2 separate regions of the Sus scrofa genome follow, and region 2 is linked to region 1. The links are chromatin contacts, called in public Hi-C maps. All regions are on one chromosome and are shown on one strand. Each heading gives the region's core, a stretch centred on a gene start, on an enhancer-like site or on the middle of the called end of the contact. The rest is flanking DNA. Distances are from core to core; before and after follow the strand shown. Region 1 holds the start of MOB3B (MOB kinase activator 3B). Region 2 overlaps MOB3B (MOB kinase activator 3B).

Region 1 (4,586 bases), core at 1,178-3,677:
GTTAGATCCCTGGCCCAGGAGTTTCTGTTGTGGCTCAGTTAATGAACCCGATTAGTCCACAAGGATGCTGGTTCAATCCCTGGCCTTGCTCAGTGGGTTAAGGATCCAGCGTTGCCCTGAGCTATGGCGTAGGTCATAGATGCGGCTCAGATCTCTCATTGCTATGGCTGTGGCATAGGCAAGCGGCTACACCTCCTATGGGACCCCTAGCCTGGGAACCTCCATATGCCAAGGGTGCAGCCCTAAAAAGACCAAAAAAAAAAAGAGAGAGAGATCCCCAGACCAGCACAGTGGGTTAAAAGATCCCAGATTCCGCATTGCTGCAGCTGCAGCCTAGGCTGTAGCTGTGACTTGGATTCAATTCCTGGCTCCGGGGACCCACAGTGTGCTGAGATATGGCCATTAAAAAAGAAAAAAAGATGACAGTACCAGCTAATTGGAGTCCTGGTGAGGTATCTCTTCTTGTCTTGCAGATGGTCCTCTACTCACCATTGTCCTTAAGTGGCAGAGAGATAGCAACCTGTTTTTTTCTTTTTTCTTCATATAAAGCCACTAATCTCATAATGAGGGCCCCACCCTCATCAGCTCACCTAACACTAATTACCTCCCAAAGGCTACACCTTCAGATACTATCACATTGAGGGTTAGGGCTTCCACATATGGATGGGGTGGTCATAGCACATGTCTATATATTTTCTATAGATTGATTGAGCTAGTCTAGGGATAGAGCAATCAACTCAAACAAAAACCATCCTTGTCTCAGGGAGCTTATATCTGATGGAAAGAGTAAGGCAGTGTGTGGACAGAACAATTGTTCCCACAGATGGCCATATCCCCATCTCCCTAACATGTGACTATGTTATGGTACAAACGGGAACCAGGTTGCAGATAGAATCAACATTTGTAATCAGCTAAATTTTTAAAACAATTTTTACTATAGTTGATTTACAATGTTCTGTCAATTTCTGCTGTACAGCAAAGTGACCCCGCTATACATACATACACCTTCTTTTTCCATCATGTTCCATCACAACTGATTAGATGTAGTTCCCTGTGCTGTACAGCAGGATCTCATTGCTTATCCATTGTAAAATATCATTGTAAAATATAGGAGTTCCCATCATGGCTCAGTGGTTAACGAATCCGACTAGGAACCATGAGGTTGAGAGTTCGATCCCTGGCCTCGCTCAGTGGGTTAGGGATCTGGCGTTGCTGTGAGCTGTGGTATAGGTCACAGATGCAGCTCGGATCCAGCATTGCTGCGGCTGTGATGTAAGCCGGCGGCTACAGCTCCGATTCAACCACTAGCCTGGTAACCTCCATATACCACAGGAGAGGCCCTAGAAAAGACAAAAAAAAAAAAAAAAATTGTAAAATATAGTACTTTTATATATAGTGCTATAGTACTACATACAGTACTTTTAAACTTTCATAATATGGTATTTCTCAATCAAAATGCATTAAGACACTATCATATGGGAACTAAAAAGGTGTGCAAGACGTTCTTTTCCTCAGGAAGCTTATATTTAATGACTCTTACTATGCATTAAAAATACTTTCTATGGGAGTTCCCACTGTGGCTCAGCAGGTTAAGAAGCTGACTAGTGGCCATGAGGATGTGGGTTTGATTCCTGGCCTTGCTTAGTGGGTTAAGGATCCGACACTGTTGCACGCTGAAGTGTAGATAGGTTGCAGATGCAGCTCAGATCCGTGTTGCTGTGGCTGTGGCTCTGATTCAACCCCTAGCCTGGGAACCTCCATATAGGCAAGTGTGGCCCTGTAAATAAATAAATAAATAAATAAATAAATAAAATTTCCTATGTTTAGTTGACACTTTACAGCCCCTGCAACGTAGATACTGCTCTCCCCAATTTACAGAGCATACTAAGGTTTAGAGGTCATAGACCCAAGATCACTCAAATAGAAAGTAGAAGGCTGTGGGCTGGGCTTCAAAGTCCACGCTCATTCCATTAATCCCAGATTGTTCTAGAAAATTCGCTAGAATCTGAAGGTATTTTCCGATGATTAAGGCTCTCCTCTAGCATTTTTCATCAAGTTAGAAAATCTTGAAGAAGGTAAGCGATTTCCCCCTCTAGGTACCTTGGGTGTGGCCATTGTGGACCCAGAGAGCACCCTTTCTGATCTGATATCTTCTTCCTCTTCTCAGTCAAAGGGTCACTGTCTTTTCCGCAAGGCTGGGAGCCCAGCTCAGACTGTCCATTCCTCACCTCTTTTCAGAGGTAAGATAACCAAAGGAGACCTGTAGTCCTTTCCCGACGGAGCTGCCATTCCGCGGGCGGCCGCCAGGGGTCCCCATTCGCATCTCCGCACGATAACCGCGCGCCGGGTGCCCGTGGGGGCTGCTTTGGAGCCGCCGCGGCTGCAGCTGGAGCCCCGCGCTCGCACGCCCGCGCGCTTACTGAGAACGGGCGCCTTGGCTCCAGAGTCCCCAGCCAGATCCGCGAGCGTCGCCACTCCTGCCTGGAGCTCACCCTCTTCCTCTTGCTCCGCCTGCAGCTGGCTCGGCGCGAGGAGCCGACAGGGCCTCGGGGCTGAAGGTAAAACCCCACGGTGAGTGAGAACCCGCTCCCAGCGAGGGGAGGTGGCGCAGCCGGTAGCCTCTCGCGCCCGGTCGCGCCCTGGAGGGTGGAGGTATGGGGCGCACCTGGGGGCGGGTGCAACAGGAGGGCGGGAGGCAGCAGACCCCGTTTCCCCGCCCGCCCTCCGCGGGCTTCCGGGGCTGGAATCCGCGTCAGACCCCTACCCGCGTCCTGACTTCTGGCCGGCTCCTCCCGCTCTCTTCCCGGGTAGGAACTAGAGTCCAGTCTCCACCCTGGGCTCCTGGGCCTTGATTTTAAAAGGTCTATCAATAAAGTCCATCTTCCTTCGGGGTTCGAGTGTGTCCGCCAACCCATCCCGCATCGCAGATGACTGCAGGGTGCGTGCTGTGCTGTGGGAGGCGGGAAGACAAAGTTTTACAAAAGTGCGCCTGGGCAGGGGGGCAATGTTTAGGGCGTCTTGATACTGAAGGAGGAGGCTCGGCTTGGGGCTGAGAAGGGGAACTCGGCCAGTTCGGGGACTGTGGACGCTTCGCAGAGGCACAGGGTGTGTAAAGGACGTACAAATCCTGCTGAATCCCTGGGCCAACAACTGTCAAACATCTGGAATCCAAGCCCCTCCTTTTCCCTGCACCGAAAACCCTTCAACTTTACTTTGATCGCTCCTCCTGCCTTTGGACCCTTCTCGAAGGGTAAAGGGCCGACCCCCGGCGCCAGGCGAGTGACCAGAGACCCCAAACTCCTCAAGATCCCCCTTCACCCACCTTCCCGACCCCTCCCGGACGTTTTCCCCGCAGGGACCACGCGACAGAGCCGATTGAGATCGTGGCGAATGGCCTTTTGTTTCTCCTCGTTTCCCCTATTGTTTGCCTTTCAAACATCTGGCCGGGCTAGGGAGAGAAGGAAGCCCCTCTCGTTCTCCTCCCCAGCTCCCCACGCCCGCCACCCGCCCAGCTAGAGCCCAGGAACCGCCTGGGGAAGGAGAGGAGCCCGACCCCAGCGGGGCCGCCCCACCCGGGCCTTGTGGTTAAAGGGCGGAGGGAAAGTTGTTCCTTCTCCGCCTCCTCGGCTGCTTGTGGCCCGGGGCGCATTTCTCAGATCTTATCCCGAGCGCACCGCGCTCTAAGAGCGCAGGTCGGGAGGGGTGCCGCTGCGTTCTACCCCAATCCGGGGAGACCTTTGGTGGGTTCCAGTGGATTCCAATCTCCACCTAAAGGCGTGTGGCTGGGCAGCTGCCAGGCGGTGGGACAGGATTGAGACACGTCTGGTAGGCACACAGCTCTAAGGCTCTGAGGCCCGCGAGTTTCCAAGGGCCGAAGGTCAGGGGAGTCGCCTTCAACAGAATGGAAACGGAAATAACCTAGGAAACCTCGAGACTTTGCCTAGAAATGGGAGTGAGGTGGCTCTCTCCAGAATGAACCTGGAATTCTGAGTTTGTGTAGGGCTCCATGTTTAAATCCCTGGTCCCCTCTCAGCATTTAGAGAATGCACATGCACAACCGGAGGACACAGCGCCAGCGCCTCTAGAGCGGTGTTCATCTTTCCAAGTTCCTGCCAATTGGTGTTTTGGAACTGCCCCCGAGTTCCGCTGTGAGTGTGCCCCTGAGAGTGCAAGTGGCCCGGTTTCTCAGCCTTTCCTAGTAAGTTGGATGCTTACACGTGGTGCTTATTCTTTGTAACTGTGAATAATTAAAGAACTAGGGCTTATGCCTGAAACTAATATAATATTATAAACCAGGTATACCTCGGGGGAGAAAAAAAAAAAAGCAACCTTGGGCAAAAGCAGAGTAGCCATTCTGAGAAGGCAGGGTTCCCAGATTGTGTCCAGAGAGTCGCTTAGCCTGTGAGGGAGATTGTGTCTGCACACCTGTTGGAATCTATACTGTGCAGGATTGTGGTCACATAGAGCGCTTTCTCCAGTAATTTCTGAATCTTTCCAGTAGGACCAACAGAAGAAAAAAAGCAAGATTTTTGAAGCACCAGAAGCTACTTTACAAACATTTCATTGTGAAAATGATCCCCAAGGAA
Region 2 (4,586 bases), core at 766-3,265, 190 kb after region 1:
CAGGAGGTGGTGGTGGCTTGAGCTAGGGAAGTGGCGGTGGGCTTGGAGGGAAGTTGTTTTGTTTTGTTTTGTTTTGTTTTTCTTTTTGGGGCCGCACCCCTGGTATATGGAAGTTCCTAGGCTAGGTGTCACATCCAAGCTCAGCTGCCATCCTGAACCCCAGCCACAGCAACTCAGGATCCAGGCCATTTCTTTCTTTTTTTTTTTTTTTTTTTTGTCTTTTTGCCATTTCTTGGGCCACTCCCTCAGCATATGGAGGTTCCCAGGCTAGGGGTCGAATCGGAGCCATAGCCACTGGTCTACGCCAAAGCCACAGCAACACGGGATCTGAGCCACATCTGCAACCTATACCACAGCTCATGGCAACGCCAGATCCTTAACCCACTGAGCAAGGCCAGGGATCGAACCCACAACCTCAGAGTTCCTATTTGTATTCGTTAACCACCGAGCCACGATGGGAACTCCTGGAGGGAAGTTTATAGATTAGAAACTATTCCAGACAAGACCTGGTATTGTGCATGCATGTGTTTTAAATTTAACCCTCATCGATCCACAATGTTGTGTTAGTCCAGGTGTACAGCCTCAGATTCTTTTCCATTATAAGTTATTAGAAGATATTATATATAATTCCTTGTGCTATACAGTAGATCCTCATTGTTTATGTATTTTATATACAGTGGCATGTATCCATTAATCCCAGACTCCCAATTTATCCCTCCCCCTCCCCTTTCCCTTTTGGTAATTGCAAGTTTGTTTTCTATGTTTGAGTCTGTTTCTGTTTGGTAAATATGTTGATTCATATTATTTTAGATTCCACATATAAGCGATATCTTATGGTATTTGCCTTTCTCTATCTTACCTAGTATAATCTCTAAATCCATTCGTGTTGCTGAGAATGGCAATATTTCACTCTTTTTTGTGGCCAAGTAGTACTCTGTTGTATCTATATACCACATCTCAGACAAGGTTTGGTATCAATTGCCCTGCACATAATGGAAGAAAGAATCTGCTGGTGAATAAAGAAAAAGCTGTATTTGTGGGAGTTCCCGTCGTGGCTCAGCGGGTTCAATATCGAACTTGACTAGCATCCATGAGGACACGGGTTCAATTCCCTGGCCTTGCTCAGTGGGTTAAGGATCTGGCATTGCTGTGGCTGTGGTGTAGGCTGGCACCTACAGCTCCAATTGGACCCCTAGCCTGGGAACCTCCATATGCCACAGGTGCGGCCCTAAAAAGACATAAAGACCAAAAAAAACAAAGTTGTATTTGTGAAAATACTCACAATAGATCATGCACCACAAGAAGGCTGCATGACTTTCAAATTCTGACTGGGGCTCCTGACCAAAGGACTGGGGCTTCTGCCTAACCTCCCAGTTCTAAGGAGGCTCATTAACATCAAGTTCTCAGCTCACTCTCTCTCATTTGGGCCATTAGATTTTCAGCAGGTCTGAACTAGCTCGAGTTCGTTTTCCATGCCTGTTATTGCCAATCCACAGTGAAGGAATGCCTTTCTCAGGTTGTCAATCTGCTTCTACCTCCACGCTGTGACAAGAGAGGGTGAAGGCAGCCCGCCACCCTGGAGATGAGGATGTGGATAAGGACCAGCCTCCAAGGCAGAGGAGTGACCCTGGGGGAGAAAAGGGGTAGTGACAGGCAGGCTCCTCTTAGTGGCAGAAACAGCACTTCCTCTGCCCCGCAAGTGGCATGTCTGAAAGAATGAACGGTCTGTTTAAGACCTATCATCACGTGCTAGTCTATTTTCCTTTCTTTTGGTCCAACCACTGTGATAATAGATAGGTCAGAGGCTAACTCGGGGTGGGGGTGGGAGGTGGCTGGGCCAGGCAGAGGGAGCTGGAGAAGAGAGTAGTAGCCAGTTTATTTCTAACCATTTGCAGCTGTCCGCTTGTTTGGGGACTTTTTTTTTTTTTTTTTTTTCAGGCGTAGGAACAAAGTCTTGCTACACAAGATTGTTTTCCTTGGCACAACGTACAGACACTTTCTTGAGGAACGCACTGAGATAACACAAAACATCTGCTTAGAGGAATCAGTCCTCCGAAGCTGAATTTCATCAGCAAGAGCACGAGCCTTCTTTAGATAAATATATATACGTTTTGCAGGAGGCGGGAGAATGTGCTTGGAATGGGCAGGAGATTAAACTATTAGGAGGAGGGTTTTTTAAGAAACAGATCCGTGTCGTTAGGGTTTCTTTTCTTTCTTTTCTTGTTCCTTTGTGATCCAGTCGCGTTTTGTTTTGCAAGTATTTTGGAAATGGTAGGTTCTCAGCCACGCTGCCAGAGGCAGCCTGTTTTCTTTTCCCACGTGTGTGGGATGTTGTTTTTATTCATGAGCTATTGAGAATGAGGGGTTTTTATGACTCGTAGAGGGATTTTCACGTGTGCATTCCTGGTTCTGCCCTCTGAAGACCAAAAGGGCAGCACACATGCTCTCAGCCACGCGTGACAAGTTGAAGCAGCCCTGCAGGCATTTCTGGTTGTAGTTACTGACATGGCCTGGGGGTCCCCAAAGGCTCAGCCAAGGTATTAGGTGTCATCTTATGTCATGCAGAAGGTCCTCCGACAGTTCACACGACATTTTCATAGATCATCTTGGGTTCACATCTGCTTTCCAGATAGTTTGTCCTGTGGGGAAAAGGCAGCACCATCATTTGCCCTTTGTCCACCCTCCACTTAGACAAGGGAGAGCCACCTTTGAGAGCAGTGACAATATCAGAGGCCTCTGGCCAGATGCCTTGGAGAGCCTGCTGGCCCTGTGCTCCATGTTTAATCCTCACGATCTCACTAAGTACTAGGTATATTACCCTCATTCCTCAGATAAGGAAACAGAGCCTGTTGGAAGTTAGCAACCTTGGAGCTTCCACGTGGCGCAATGGGATTGGTGGCGTTTCTTCAGCACCGGGATGCGGGTTCGATTCCCAGTTAGCACAGTGGGTTAAAGGATCCAGCGTTGCTACAACTGAGGAGTAGGTCACAACTGTGGCTTGGATCTAATCTCTGGCCCAGGAATTTCCTATGCCACGGGGCAGCCAAAAAAGATAAAAACAAAACAAAACAAAAACCAAAAAAACAGAAGTTAGCAAACTCACTCACAGGCAAGTAGCAGGGAAGTTCCCCAGCTGGAATCTGAGACCAGCGATCGATGCCAAATGTGTAACCAGCGTCTGCCACAAATGACACATGCTTTGCGGGAAGAGCCAATCCACCCTTTTCCACCTTCATCTTTTAACAAATTTTGCTTCTCCAGTTCTGCCAGTTGGATTGGAATGAGATGAAACAAGCCCTAGGAATCCCATCCAGCTTCCTGGCAGAGTGAAAAGAGCCTAGGCTCTGAAATCAGACAGACTTGAATTCAGACCCCTTTTCATCACAAACTCACTCTAAACCCTGAGCCTGTCAGTCCCTGCACCTTTCTGAGCTCTGATTTTGGTGGAAGCAGATGGCCAAAGTGCTCAGCTCCCAAGCCCCCAGCCAGCAAGGATTTATCACACACCCACCCTCTCCAAGGCTCTGCACTGGGCACGGGGCATCCGTGTGAGAGAAGCCTGGATGCACTCCCTGCCCCCAGGGAGCGTGCCATCTGCTGGGCGTGGCAGATCCAAGTCAGGATCCACACAGATAAGTGTGGAATTGCTGGCCGGGGTCTGTGCTCAGAAAAGTTTCAGGAGCAGGTAGCAGGTGCCAGGGAACAAGGGAAGTCTTTCAGCTGAATGCTAAAGAAGGCAGAGGCATTGACTTGGTAAACGATGGGGCAGAATGTCCGCCAGCTCCTTTGGAACCTGGGATGTTCGGAGCCAATTCCCTGGGGTCCCTGGAGGCAGACCGCCTTTGAGCCCTTACTCTCCAGACCTCCCCAGCCCAGGTTCAACCCAGCGTGCTCACAGACCAGGGTCTCAGCCCCAAGCATCCAGCCTTCTCTTCAGAAGGAAAGAAAGCAAAATGATGGAAATGAGAAAGACAGCAGCTACCTTGGAAAACAGCCACATGGGTCTTGTTTGACTTTGGCACCTCCGTCTCTCATGTGTGACTTTGTCATAGCATCTCTGCATTCTCTGAGGGACCTTCTCCTTTTGCAGCCTTCTCTAATAGTGTAAAAGAACAAAACATGGAGTTCCCACTGTGGCACAATGGAATCGACAGCGGTGTCTCTGGAGCACTGGGATGTGGGTTCGATCCCTGGCCCGGCACAATGGGTTAAGGATCCAGCATTGTTGCAGCTGTGGCTTAGGTCGCAACTATGGCTTGGATCTGATCCCTGGCCTGGAAACTCCATATGCCACAGGGTGGCCAAAAAAAAGAAAAAGACAAAAAACACGAGCCATTTAGACAACTTCTTGTAATTTTTTCCAGAGGTGCCTGGATAGGAAGGATTGAATGGGGCATTTGAGGGCTTAGTGAAAAGGAAGGGAGAGGAGGGAATGAAGAAGAAAGAAAATGGATTGAAGCTCAGAAAACACTGGAATTTTTATTAAATTTTGTTTGGGAGAAAGGAGATTTACTGAGTCAGAGATGAAAGGCAAATCCACATGGAGCCCCGGAGAAATTATTATATTCCATGCTCGATTTAGCTTT

What was found. Hi-C and Micro-C count contacts between places; a contact is called where the count stands out from the background.
Region 2: a contact with region 1 is called in a Hi-C map of liver, with 1.6 times the contacts expected there. The contact joins the enhancer-like site here to the promoter of MOB3B in region 1. A contact is called at or near these places in 1 of 5 promoter capture datasets (liver) and 7 of 47 Hi-C or Micro-C datasets (liver, retroperitoneal adipose tissue, skeletal muscle and 1 more).

Annotation. Positions count from the first base shown.
Region 1 is chr10:38,435,999-38,440,584 of Sscrofa11.1, forward strand. MOB3B (MOB kinase activator 3B) reads left to right here and starts at 2,428. Exons shown (of 4, transcript XM_021064706.1): 1 at 2,428-2,571.
Region 2 is chr10:38,621,681-38,626,266 of Sscrofa11.1, forward strand. All of the region lies in intron 2 of MOB3B (MOB kinase activator 3B), which reads left to right. Among named protein-coding and RNA genes, the nearest start is that of IFNK, 180 kb to the left of the region's middle. Within about 2 kb of position 2,016, at least 33 of the 83 cell types and tissues checked have an H3K27ac peak or open chromatin away from gene starts, as enhancers often do. A contact at or near this core is called in liver and skeletal muscle, where this site is marked.